Regions from separate parts of the Mus musculus genome. Here regions 1, 2 and 4 are each linked to region 3. A link is a contact called in public promoter capture Hi-C data. All regions are on one chromosome and are shown on one strand. The core of a region is the stretch at or near the end of the contact, and the rest is flanking DNA. Distances in the headings are between cores, read along the strand shown. Region 1 overlaps Egfem1 (EGF-like and EMI domain containing 1). Region 2 overlaps Egfem1 (EGF-like and EMI domain containing 1). Region 3 holds the start of Egfem1 (EGF-like and EMI domain containing 1). Region 4 overlaps Egfem1 (EGF-like and EMI domain containing 1).

Evidence for each region. Promoter capture Hi-C pulls out the DNA fragments that hold promoters and counts their contacts.
Region 1: a promoter capture Hi-C map of hippocampal neurons shows a contact between it and region 3, with 6 times the contacts expected there. The contact joins the enhancer-like site here to the promoter of Egfem1 in region 3. A contact is called at or near these places in 5 of 39 promoter capture datasets (the 3T3-L1 cell line, frontonasal cranial neural crest, hippocampal neurons and 2 more) and 2 of 115 datasets of contacts at active chromatin or transcription factors (embryonic forebrain and neural tube).
Region 2: a promoter capture Hi-C map of hippocampal neurons shows a contact between it and region 3, with 4 times the contacts expected there. The contact joins the enhancer-like site here to the promoter of Egfem1 in region 3. A contact is called at or near these places in 2 of 39 promoter capture datasets (embryonic stem cells and hippocampal neurons) and 1 of 115 datasets of contacts at active chromatin or transcription factors (forebrain).
Region 4: a contact with region 3 is called in a promoter capture Hi-C map of second pharyngeal arch cranial neural crest, with 2.0 times the contacts expected there. The contact joins the enhancer-like site here to the promoter of Egfem1 in region 3. A contact is called at or near these places in 8 of 39 promoter capture datasets (embryonic stem cells, hippocampal neurons, liver and 2 more) and 1 of 115 datasets of contacts at active chromatin or transcription factors (forebrain).

The regions. Positions count from the first base shown.
Region 1 is chr3:29,538,350-29,541,569 of GRCm38.p6, forward strand. All of the region lies in intron 5 of Egfem1 (EGF-like and EMI domain containing 1), which reads left to right. Among named protein-coding and RNA genes, the nearest start is that of Mir21b, 97 kb to the right of the region's middle. Within about 2 kb of position 1,697, at least 19 of the 459 cell types and tissues checked have an H3K27ac peak or open chromatin away from gene starts, as enhancers often do. A contact at or near this core is called in hippocampal neurons, neural tube and second pharyngeal arch cranial neural crest, where this site is marked.
Region 2 is chr3:29,397,250-29,400,569 of GRCm38.p6, forward strand. All of the region lies in intron 5 of Egfem1 (EGF-like and EMI domain containing 1), which reads left to right. Among named protein-coding and RNA genes, the nearest start is that of Mir551b, 18 kb to the right of the region's middle. Within about 2 kb of position 2,027, at least 14 of the 459 cell types and tissues checked have an H3K27ac peak or open chromatin away from gene starts, as enhancers often do. A contact at or near this core is called in forebrain and hippocampal neurons, where this site is marked.
Region 3 is chr3:29,080,580-29,083,806 of GRCm38.p6, forward strand. Egfem1 (EGF-like and EMI domain containing 1) reads left to right here and starts at 1,952. Exons shown (of 15, transcript NM_029412.2): 1 at 1,952-2,359. The coding sequence starts at 2,271.
Region 4 is chr3:29,379,944-29,383,026 of GRCm38.p6, forward strand. The region is part of intron 5 of Egfem1 (EGF-like and EMI domain containing 1); the gene reads left to right. Among named protein-coding and RNA genes, the nearest start is that of Mir551b, 35 kb to the right of the region's middle. Within about 2 kb of position 1,503, at least 3 of the 459 cell types and tissues checked have an H3K27ac peak or open chromatin away from gene starts, as enhancers often do. A contact at or near this core is called in second pharyngeal arch cranial neural crest, where this site is marked.

The DNA of each region.
Region 1 (3,220 bases), core at 447-2,946, 460 kb after region 3:
GAGTAGAAGAAGGTGTCAAAGCCCTTGGAGCTGGAATTACAGGATTATGTGAGTCAAACTCAGTTCCTCTATAAGAACAGAGAACATTCTTAGCCCCTGAGCCATTTCCAGGGGAATCTGTTTCCCTTTGTAACTTCTGCAGGCTCCTGAAACTCATGGTACTCATATATTCACACAGGTAAGTAAATACACATTAATACAACATTTTTGTTTTTTTAAAGAAAACAATGTTGCCAAGTTCAGTGTGGATATGCATAGAGTCAGCAGCCTACAAATCAAACTTTTTTTGACCTAGTATTTGAAAGGAGGCAAGTCACTGGGACACTAAGAGCTCTAACACATATGGGTTTGTTAGTTTGTCAGTGCAAGTAAATAGAAAGTGTGTAGCTTACACATCAGCAATTCTTTCCAGCATGGCTCAGTGGTTAGGAAAGTCAAAGGTTACAGGGCCCTACCCTTCTGAAGACACCATAGGAAGGTTTGTTCTAGCATCTCCCAAGCCCACAGTGTCACAGTGTGACACAGTATCACATTAGCAGTGAACTTATTTCTAGCTAACATCACACCTGGTAATAGGTGCAACCTCATTACTAGTTATAATAATACGAATTTTATTTCTTAACTAGAAAGGAGCACAGTTTAATCAGACTAAGGCCAACTTCCCTGTCTGAAAGCAGGAGCTAGCTCAGAATTTCTGGAGCTCTGAGGGGAGGCTTCAGAGCCACAGATGATAAGTTAAAGCTAAGGCAGTGTGTTAGGTTCCAAGAATAGCTGAAGGCAGACCCCAGACTCAAACGGTATGCAACAGCAAAGAATGTTTATTCTGCAGAAACAACCAGCATGCGGGGATTAACCATTCATCAAAAGGGCAACCAGGAAAGGAACTTGCAGGCCCCTTTTTATGCAAGTATAGAGGAATTTTCTAGAAGGATTAGGTAACCCCTAACATGATTGGCTAGGAGTACAGCAGTGATGTTAGTACATGCTATGTTCATTCTACCAATTTTTGGTGAGGCCGTGAACAATTCCAGGAACTGACTCAGCTCCTGCTCTGTTATCTCCTTTTGGTCAGATGGCCTAGGAACTGACTGAGCTCCAGGCTCATCCTCTCTTATGTCAGGGCTATCAGTGATTAACGACCCATTGTTAATGGCTTTCCTTGAGTCCAGATTGTTTTCCTAGGAAGCTGGAAATTTTTATCCCCAAGTTTTAGGACCTCTCAAGTGCACCTTCTTCTTTGAAGACTGTCTTCATGAGTACCATTCCCAGGAATGTATGTTCCTCTGTGTTCTGTGACAAGACTTTTCCTGGGGAGATACAACACACATGTCTACTCCCCCAGATAGAAATCTCACAACAGACAAAACTATAGATACCACTGAAGTCCAACTTTGTGAAATAATGAATTGCACTGGGGTTACATATAGGAGGAGAAACGACTCAAAGACAACTGTATCAACAAAGTTCACCCCAGCATGGGTAAGAGCCCCCGAAGTCTTGGAATCTCAAGCTCACTGCACAGCTTGTAGACAGCTCGTTAGGTTGCAGAATGTCCATCCAAGTGATTCAGTTGTCTATCCTTCTTCCAGACAGCTTAGGTGTTCTTAGAGACTTCTTTGTAGCTTAGCATCTCTGAGACACTCAGCTGTCCATTTTGCTTAATGGTGGCAGGAGTCAGGGAGTAGGGAGCATATGGTGGGTGTAGGAGGGTTTGAAGCTATTTTTAGTTGTTTCACTTCTGTTGGAACGAGCATCCCTGCAGGATGGGGTGTTTCAATCATGGGGAAACTGCTACACAAAACCATGGTGAGGAACCTTTTCTAAGGAGCCCATTGCAGGCAGCTGTCAAGTCTAAGGGAAGGAGGTAGTTCAGAAGGAAAGAGAGCAAAGACCCATTTTCATGCACATTGAATTTTACAACTAAGATATATAGAAAGAAGGAAAACTAGTAGCAAGAACAAGGATTAGAATCTTTGGAATCAGAAGAAAATGTAGTTTTATCAACAAACACATAATCGTAGGAAATACCTTTGAAATAACATATTTTTCCAGGACACACACACACTATCTATCTATCTATCTATCTATCTATCTATCTATCTATCTATCTATCATCTATCTATCTATCAATCATCTATCTATCTGTGAGGATAAGAGTCAAATGAGAAGCAAGTACTACTTGTAGTGGTTGGAGAGTTGTAATGTACTAAAATTAATGTTAAAGTGTTCGGAAAGATTCATCAGCAGTTAAAAGTACTTCATGCTCTTGAAGTGGACATGAGTTTATTGCTAAGCACCACTAGCTCTCAGCTCACAATTGCCTGAATCCAGGTCCAAGGTGTTTCGATGCCTTCTTCAGGCCTCCTTAGGTACCCTTAATTACATGACACAGACTCATAAACACACACACACACACACACAATTTAAAAACAAAGTCTTTAAATTAAATTCATACCCTTTATCCTCTTAGAGCAATACCTTAAGATATGAAGAGAATGAAGAGAAGTTTCTAAAAAAAAAAAAACAAAAAAAAACAATACCGAAAAGCCATGTTAACAAGGATGACAGGTGATTTATTACAGTAGAATCTATGGGAACACTGACTCTAAAATTTGTGAAATGATGACTGCAGTAAATTCTGATGATGTGTGAATTTCATATGAGAGGTTCACAAAAATATAACCCTGCATTCCTCCAGGGGCAAAAGTTCTCATTCAGAAATGTTATTTAGGAACTTGTGTGAGTTTCTGTGTGTGTGTGTTTGTGTTCCTGTTTATAAATTTTTGTTTACAGAAACAATGATTTTTTTAGACTAATATATTTATTCGCAGCATGTCCATCTTTCCCATAGCATGCTTAAAGAGACCTTCACTTTGCTAACAAAGGCGACCATGTGGGTATTGGATTATCTTACATGCCCTAGTTATCAAATATTATTAGAATACATTTTGATGTAGGGTTTATGCATGTCCTATATTAGTCCATGTGTGGGGAAGAACCTCTCTGTGAGGAATTAGTTTAAGGAGAATATTAATTGTTGTTTAAGAATTCTTATATACTTCAACTTTAAATAAAATTGCCATGATAAAAAGAGCTTGCCATCTTTCTTCAATGGTGCAAATACCTTAGTTGGCGTTTCTCTAGATTGGTATAGTACCCAGACTTCTGTAAAATGCAGGGAGAGGCATTCAAGTAGCTGTTAACAAGAAACAGCTGTTTT
Region 2 (3,320 bases), core at 777-3,276, 320 kb after region 3:
TTAAAGCTTTAGCATTAAAAATTCACAGAGCCTACAAAATTAAAGATAGGAAAATCTATTAAGTTATCTTTCTTCTCCCAGAAAGGGATTACTTCAGAGGGAAGAACTATAAAAATGAAAATAATATGTGAGACCATGATAATATCAACATTGGCAACGAGAGGGGAAAGGATGCATGGTATTAGCTGCAAAAAAAAAAAAAAAAAAAAAAAGCAGCTGGAATAAACAGGTTCTTCTTTAAACAATCGTGACCACAGTCTATGCATTATTTGCTTGTCAAAGACCTTATAATTATGCTATCCTGATTCTTGTTTTGTTTTGTTTTAACTCTTAAGTGGACTTCAGACCGTTTTCTGTTATAAATAAGCAGCAGAAGTAGAAATATGATTAAAAATCCCCAACATGAATTATCGCATGGGACTGATTTAACAAGCTTAATTTTAATTCTCAGTATAGAATTCAGTTTAATCTCACTGTAGGCCATGTGCATTTTGTTACATGCTATGTCCCAAAATTGACATGACACTGTGTCACATATATGTTAGAAAGAGATTGTTGGTGAATTTTCATGTTACTACTGTCTCTGATTTTATGTGTCATAACCAATGAGCATCATTATCTTGAATGTAAAATTAGATAATTACCTTTGGATTTATCCGTTGCCACCAGGCAGCAGTGTCCAACAATTTGATGCTGGGATGATATCCAATCTACAAATGTGTTAGGCTGCATCCATAGCCAGTCTGGGATGGATGTGACCTACAAATAGCTGGTTGGACATGTCTGATTGAGTACCACTGATACTTTTCATTTGAAGTCTCCTTTGGATAATTCAGTAACTATCAGAAGCCTCAGCCTTTAGATGTCACCACCCTGATTCTGCTTCTTTTAGTAGGGCATCTGTGACTTTATTTCTTACGGCAAGGTACTGTTATTTAGCAACAATATGGACAGTGTGGTTTCTTACTGGGGCTGCTGATTCATAAATGCTTCTGTGTGGACACACAGGTGGAATGCTAGCATCTACAGATGGAATTTATGGCCCTAGTGAAAGAACAATACTTACTAATTTAATTTTTGATGTACTATAACCGTTCTAAACACTTGTTAGATGTTAATGCTCGAAGTCAGGATCAGAGTAGATGATTTCAGAAATGATGCAACTTTATCTCTGAGAAGAGAAAAATGGTACTTAACTCTGAGAGTTATTTTAAAGCAGTATTTATTAATGTTTCTACCTGAATGTTATTGGCTTAGGATGGGCAAGAAGATATCCAGATGTTAGTAAGCAAAGAGTACATTCCTATCTGACTTTCCCTTTCACCCAGCAGTTGTCTTCCTTATTCCAACTCTGTCAGTCACTTCTGACCACTCTAAAGGTGCCTCTCTAAAAGGCTTTTTTGTTTGATATCTTCTACATATAGAATCAGCTAAAACCCAAGCCACTTGCTACTCATGTGAGGGGTTTTCATCATAACATAATTGAAAGCAGGAAGACTCACCTTATATCTGGGACATTTTGGAAGGTGGCCCACATAAAATGATTTAGAAGGAAACTTTGGTTTTTGCCTGCTTGCTATCACTCTCACTGGCACATTGCTCTATCTTGTTGCTGTGGTCAGTTCAACATTCAGCCTCCAGCATTTCAGAGTAGACTGAAAGCCAATAGCTCCCCAGCAAACCTCCAATGACTCCAGGGCCAAATGAGAACTGCAGAGACAACCAGCCTCTTAGTTGGACATCTACCAGCTTCTTGGATTTTGCACAGTCAAATGGCCATCGCTGGACCTCTGTTTACTCTATCCTGTTCCTTTAGAGAACAACGACTGGCACGGAGAGGTAAAAGGGACCTATCTGACTTTAGCACACTAAGAGAGGCAGAAATAGTGCTCAGATGCAGGTCTCTGTGGGTGCTAAGCCCATCTTTGCATGCCAGACTGTGCTTTCTGTTTCTGTACTGTGAATCTTGTCACTTACACTTAGTGGCATAGTCCATATGCCAATGAGCTAATGACTTATTTTTTTTCCTCTATGTGTTACACAGCATAAGCATTATACAATCTGAAGTAGATTTCTCTCCCTGTATCATATGTGAGAGCAGATCCACATTTGCATATTCATTTATCTTAATGCCTTCTAAAACGGGTTGTTGAATCATACTTCTTAACAGTAAAGCTGAAAATGTCATATGCACACTGATGGAACTAATTCCACAAGCAATCCAGAGATATTACTTCATAAAATAATCCAGTTACTTTATCTAATTTAAAATGTGATGTTCTGAAGTTTAGGCCTAACCTTAGCACAAAATTTACACTGTAATATATCAATGTATAGAATAAGAAGCTCCAGTAAACAGAAAATTCAAAGAGATACTGAGAGGACTGTGAAAGGAGCCATGACAGAGTGGAGTAGGGAGGAAGAGCAATAGCGGGGTGACTGTTTGCAATAAATTATATTCATGTGTGAAAGTGCCACAGTGAAGCCCTTTATTTTGTGCTTAAAAAGTAGATAGAAAAATATGCGGTCACTAAGGACTAATATCATCTCTGCTGATGCATAAGCGTCAGTTGATTTATTTGAAAATAACCCAAGTCATTATAGCTACCTAGAGTGTGATAGCTTCCTGGTCACTAACAGCTGTATAACAGAGGAAAGGAAGATGGGGCTGGCAAGTGGCTTAGCAAGTAAAGGAACTTGTCCCCAAGTTGGATGGCCTGAGTTTGAGGCCCAGGATCTACACAGTACAAGGAGTGAACTAGCTCCAGCAAATGGTCTTCAACCTCCTGACATGATGCTAACGCAGTGTGTGTGTGTGCATGTGCACATACATACACATGCACACACAAAACATGCTCATATGTACTCACACATGTTCATACACATTCATATGCATACTTATACATATACACTCACACACATGTTCACATATACACATTCTAATGCATACTTACACACACGCTCATGCATATACACATCCACACACATGTGCCAACACACACTCAAACACATGTTCACACACTCATTTACACACATGCTGTCATGTAGTATTCATAATCACACACATGCACACATACACATGATCTCACATACAAGTGTTCAAATACACATATACTGATATACACTCACACACATGGACACATATACCTTCATACACATGTAATCACATACTGCTCACACATAATAATGTACCACACATACTCACCCTCACATACACCCTCATACATACATAGCCACACACATGTTCATGCATATGCTCATGCACTCACACACATGTGCACACAATCATATATACATATCCACCCACAAATACACACTCA
Region 3 (3,227 bases), core at 702-3,201:
TCTTTCCTCCTTTCTTTTTCTTTCTTTCTTCCTTTCTTCCCTTCTTCCTTTCTTTCTTTCTTTCTTTCTTTCTTTCTTTCTTTCTTTCTTTCTTTCTTTCTTTCTTTCTTTCTTTCTTTTCTTTCAGGTAAGACTAGCAAGAGATTCAGATACCTTAGAAGAATGAAGAGTGAAATTTCAGCTATCAGTGTGGTGCAGTAATCTATACCAAGAACTAATCAGAAAGTCACATGGCAGCCTGGAGCAAACACTAGCATGGTCACTGAGGGTGGACTTCAGGTCCCCAGGGCCTGTTGAATACAGAACTACACCTAAGAAAGAAAATAAGAATGTATCCTTCTTTTCTAATTGTGGCAGGGGACATAAATATTTCTTTTGTGCAATCAATTCTAAATTGATCTTTTTGTAATATATGCCAAAAGATAACTAGTTGTACATTTAGTTAATGTCGAATAAAAAAGACATATGTGTATACATACACTTTTAACTTAAATAAAAAGAAATGAGCATACAGCAAAAGCCAAGTCTAAGGTAAATAGAAGATTCTGAAGGTACTCCAGCTCAAAATTGACCAGTGCAGGTCAGGGCTCTAAAGCAGAGGGCCTTGATGCTCTCTCTCTCTCTCTCTCTCTCTCTCTCTCTCTCTCTCTCTCTCTCCCCCCTTTTCAAAGAAACCTCCACAGCATCCTTCCAGTTCTTCCAGAAAAGCTGAAAGAAAGGAAAGGAACACTGATTTGAAACTAAGGGGTAGATGATTAATTCAACCATGGGGGGCAAGAGAGAACCTAAAACATATTTTGAGAACTATTCTTTTAGGGCTCCTAGGAGTGAGGCAATCAGATAGTACCACTTTAAGTATTTGACAAGGAACAAGTCACTGGAGGGAGAGACACTTTTCCTAAGTTTAGCAATAAAAGCAAAAGTTTGTCTCCCAGAAGATTGCTGCACATTTTGCTGGGCTAAACCGAAAATGATGGCTTCCGAGCCTAGGCTGTCCTTGTTGGAGGGCATGACGCGCCATAGATTTTTATTTTCACGAAACACACTCCCAGAGGCTTGTGGCCTTCCAGACAGCAGCTGGCGCCAGGCAAAGGCATAGCCTCCGGCCTGAGAAGCTACTGGCTATGGCTCTGCTCTGCTCTTGGCTGCGCATCTTTGGCAGCACTGGCCAGCACCACAGCCGAAGCTTCTGGATTCGAGCAGACGCTGTCCCCTTCTGGAAGGGCCTTGGGGGGCTAGCAACTGGAGGTTGCTCTGCGGATTTTAGGCATGGGACCTGGTTTGAAGGAAAGGAGGGTCTAGGTTTGGAGAAGAGCTGGCGCCTCTTAAAACTCTTGGTGCCTAAAATGAGTGAAATGGTGGCCAAATACAGCGGAGGGCGATTATCTCGCTTTTCAATATCCAGGACTTCTGGATGCGCCAGCGATGTGTGCAGCAACTGTCGATTTGGCAGCAAACTGGACTCGGTCAATTGCAGTTCCTTTCTCACTTCAAGCTTACCTCCCTCAGAGCGGTGCTCCGACTGTCTTCACAGCCTCCAGGTGGGAGGGAGCTGAGCGAGAAAGAATCAAAAGTCAGCTTGCTTTTGCTCTCTGCTGGTGGCAGATGCGCAGCTGGTTGGTTTTAAGCAGGTTGGTGTTGGAGGAGGAAAGCATCTTTGCTAGCTTGGGGCGGAGGATGCTCAAAGGGTTTGGAGGAAGAGGTTGGGAGTAGAGTTGTATGGATTATTGGTGGAAGAACATGATGTAGCATGCTAGATGCTTCCCCAGCCACCGCCCGGAGCCCCTTGGAGAAGAGGAGGTGAAGAGGGCGTGGGGGTGGGGGCCGCCTGACAGCCCAAGGAGCGCGTGGTGGCCAAGGGGGCTGTCTCTTTAAGCGCTCCGGAGGGGCTGGGGCCAGAGGGCGGCGAGCGCGTTGCCATGGTACCGGGACTGCGGGGGGGGGGGGGGGGGGGCTGCAGGACCGCTGGTCTCACTGGTCTCCAGTCGCCGCCGGCAGTGCAGGGCTGTGCAGCTCTTGGGCTACAGTGCCCGGGGTTGGTTTGGCCGGCCACTGCTAGCACGGGCGCTGTTGCGGGTGTCGTCTGCTGGGGTCGAGCTGCTGCGGTGCCCTCCGCAGCAAGACGCACGTCGCGGTCCTCGAGAGCGAGCCCGGCACTAGCAACTTCTGCTTGGCGAGCCTAACTTCTGAGCGGGCTTCGGACTTGAGGATCCCAAGCTGCGCACCGCGCGCAGTTGGGGCGGTGGCCCCACCGGCTCACCATCACCGAGATGACCTCCCCACTGTGCTTCTGGTGTTTCTGCGTCTGGGCCGCTGCCAACTGGCCGCCAGGAAGCGCCCTACAGCTCCAGCCCGGCATGTAAGTGGCGCTCGCCAGCTCCGGAACGCGCGGGGACAGCGGCTTCGGTCCGTGCGCCCCCGCCCTATCCGAGCAAAACGGTGGCAGAGGCAGAGACTAGGTCTCTCTGGGAAGCTGTGGAGGGATTGGGGTTCTACCAGGCACTAGACACAAGAACTTGGGGATGTCATTGACCGGTTTGGGGAGGGAACGTAATCACACATACTAGACCTCAGGAGCGCCACCGCCCAGCAGAACTACTGCCAATGGTCCAGTGCTTTCAACCTGATTTTTTTTTTCAAAGAACCTGACAGACATCACTCCCCCTTCTCGCCCCGGAGTTTGAGTGTTTGTATGCGCCTGTATGTGTTTCACTTAATTTCATGTTTGGGGCGTAACTGGCCACATTCTACAAGGCGTTTGCCTGAAATCTTGTCGAATGGGGAAAATCTTGACATTTAGTGTGTGTGTGTGTGTGTGTGTGTGTGTGTGTGTGTGTAGAATCCAGTGTGGTTTTTTGTGAGGTATGATGAAGAATGGATTATTTCACAGGTCTGACGAGAGAGGCAAGGAGCCAGCAAAAGCACGTGTCAGCAGCTTAGGTTAGTTGGAGAGTTAGGAGGAAGGGGTACAAGGAGGATTCCTTCTGCATTAGAAATGGGTATGGCTGGGAAATGTCTAGTTTCTGTCCCCTGTGGCGCGCTGGGAGAAGTTCCTGGAAAGTCTAATAGCCCGGTCTCCTTCACTGGCTGGAGAAGTTTTTGCCAGATCTTGCTTTACACCAGGATCTCCAGCTTTTAACAGTCTGGCGGGGAAGCTCAAATTCTGCTTTTCCTGACATGCTCTTGGGCAGTTATGAGCACACAGCAAAGCCTTTTTGAACATCTTA
Region 4 (3,083 bases), core at 253-2,752, 300 kb after region 3:
CCTATAACCTACCTGGTCCCAGCTTTTCTGTATGCACGTCTGTTATTTCTTCATTCCCCATAATCACTCCTATTAGATCAGTCACAGAAACATTCAGGTGTCAGCAACCCATTGGGGTCCACCCCCACTTCACAGTGTCATCTTTCCAAAGCTGCAGAACACTGGAAAGGAGAACCAGATGTCAACCGACAGCATGATATTCAAATTAAGATTAAGTTGTGTATGCTGATGCAATGGCATGTACATTGTTTCATATATTTATGAAATTAGAGGATAAACTTGGTGGTCTTTAAGTTTCTTTACAATGCTGATGTACTTTGGCTTTCCTGGGGGAGAAAAAGTAGTCATTTGGATGATTGAATTGTCTGCAAACATTTCTCTTGTGGCATGAAGATAACCTCAAACATAGTCTTCTCTAGGGAAACATCTCTATATAACGGCAGAGACCCCATGACCAGCTCGTCTGCCATGTCCCCAGGCTTCTTTTCTTTGTTGCCATGGCACCATGTGCCTCTCATTGCACAAGCATCAGAGCAGATGGAGATTACCTTGTCAGATGAGTTAAGTCCATCTGAAGTCCATAGAGTTGACCTTCACTGACGCACCAGCCCCTCCCTGCGAGCAGAAGTAAAAACAAATCTCCAAACCTGCAAAGTTTAATGCTCTGGCACTGCAAGATTTTTTTCTGGGTTGCTCTGATGAGGAAGCTTAATTGTAGTTACAGCTTCTCTGCTTGAGATGGGAGTGAATACAAAAAAAGGAAAAAGAAAAAAAGAGAGGACAAGGCTCCTGGACAGCCATTGAAACAAAATAGAAATATGTCTTCTTTGAATTCTCTTTTTAGTTGAAGATGAACAGTGATATTTGTATGTACATAATACAATTAGCAGCAGAGTAGTTTTAGTATCTGTCTAGAGAATCATAGAGACCATGATAAAGTAAAAGGCCTGAATTAAATCTTCTTACTGTAATTTCATGTTTACTGGTGCTGATAAATTGGTTATTCCTGCTACAGGGATGCGTTGTGCTGAGACATGGAGAGCTGTGTTTATCTAGGCAAAGAGAATGCATAGTACAGCGTATACAAATTTTCCCATCTAGTATATTTTCTGATGACATCTTAAAGAATGTTTTTTGGTACCATACATCAAAAGAGGGTGGGATACTTTACAAGTGTAAACCATCCTTGCATAGCAGAGATGTAGTCCATTAATTCTCAGGGCTCGAGGCAAGGCTGACAATTCATAAGTGGTAAATCCAGAGTGTTATGAAGATATTAAATCTCACATCTGGTGAGAAAATGTGTTATTTCACTGGGTTGATTGATGGACATTTTCCCATTGCAGTGCAGTTTGGGAGTATGTGCTGTTAATTGCTAGGGTTTTAGAAAAGCTCTGTAGTTCAATTCCAATTACTTTAGTTTTGAAAAACAGAACAGCTGGATGGTGAAATTGCCTGGAGCTGTCACAGAGGGAGGGCATGAGCCAGAAGCCTGACCTGCACAGTCCTGACTTGGATTATCTGCAGAGCTATTACTTACTGCAATTGGAGGCTCCCAGCACAGGAGGTTTTTTTGCTTTGCACGTTTCTGGATTGGGAGCATGCTTGTTTTCTGACCATCCATATGATCATGACTGACCGGCCAACTGCCTCTTAATATTGCACATTTGCCTCTGTCTTCATAGGGAGAGATGAGAAAGCTGAATCTCATCATCTCATCATGGTCTCCTAGTTGCAAGGCCTCAAAGCCACAGGGTTAAAGACCGCCTCCTGGATTTCTTAAGCTTTCAGAGTGACCTTTTAGTGCTCCTGAATGTGGGGTAATTATATGTTTCCACACATTCTCTTGGTCCACTGAGTAAAGCTAGAAAGACAAACCTTGTTCATCGTTTTGAATTCATCTGGTACGGGAGGCTAAACGGAACCATTCCAAGTAGTATAGCTATTCCATAAGTTTATCTATCCAAGTTCACTGACAGGTTGGACAGCCATAAAACATATGAGTCTTTTTCCTCTTTGCACAGTATCTCCTTTTCATGTAAGTTTTAGATAGGGAGAAAAACTATTCAAATTATACCTATGTTTAATTCACTACTTCCTATTCAGGAACCATTTTTCTTTTGGAACTTAAGTATTTCATGATGCATGACTAAATAGTTTTTTGTTTTGTTTTGTTTTGTTGTTTTTTTTTTTGAGGCTGAGGATATGACTCAAGAGTTAAAAGTATTTTTGTTTTGCAAGGCAGGAGGAAATTATTTTAAATACCTAGCATCCTTGTTAAAAATCAAGCCTGGTTACTCCTGCTCGTAACCTTAGTATTGGGGGTCACAGACAGGAGACCCTGGGAACTAGTTGGCCATTCAGCCTAGGCAAATGGCTAGCTTTGTGTTTTAGTTCAGTGAAAGATCCAGTGTAAAGGCCATAAGTTGGAGACCAAAGGAAGATATCCAAGATTCTACTCTGGTTTGTACATTTCCATAGATGGTTGTGCACAGATGTATACTCATATACATGCACCACATACACATAGATCACACACACATATAACATACCACACATAAACTAAATTTGTTATTTTATATTATGCTGTAGGGTTGTTTATTAAAATTGAGTTCATCAATATCTAACTTTAATATGTTATTATAACTGTGAGATATTACAATAAATATTGGTTTTAAATAATTTATTTATTTTATCCAGATATGGTACCACATTTCTGTAATTCCAGCGTTAGGAAGGCTGATTTAAGAAGATGACAAGATGGAGGCCATCTTTGATTATCTAAAAAAAAAAATCTGATTTTATTGGGCTATGAGTAAAAGGATCAGTTAGCCTGATGACTGGTGCCCACTGCGTACACCATCATGCAGCCATGATACCTTCCAGAATTCTGATGCAATCTTTGAACCCTGAGCCATGAAGTGAATTTCAGAACATCAGTGCCATGAAATTAAGACTTCCCACTCACTGTGGAGAGGAAAATGGAATCTCTACGTTTAGAACTCCTCAGACTCCACACAACATTCCCTCTGCACATGTTCTCTATAATAATCTCACTGCAAATGTAAAGGTTTTCTGAGTCT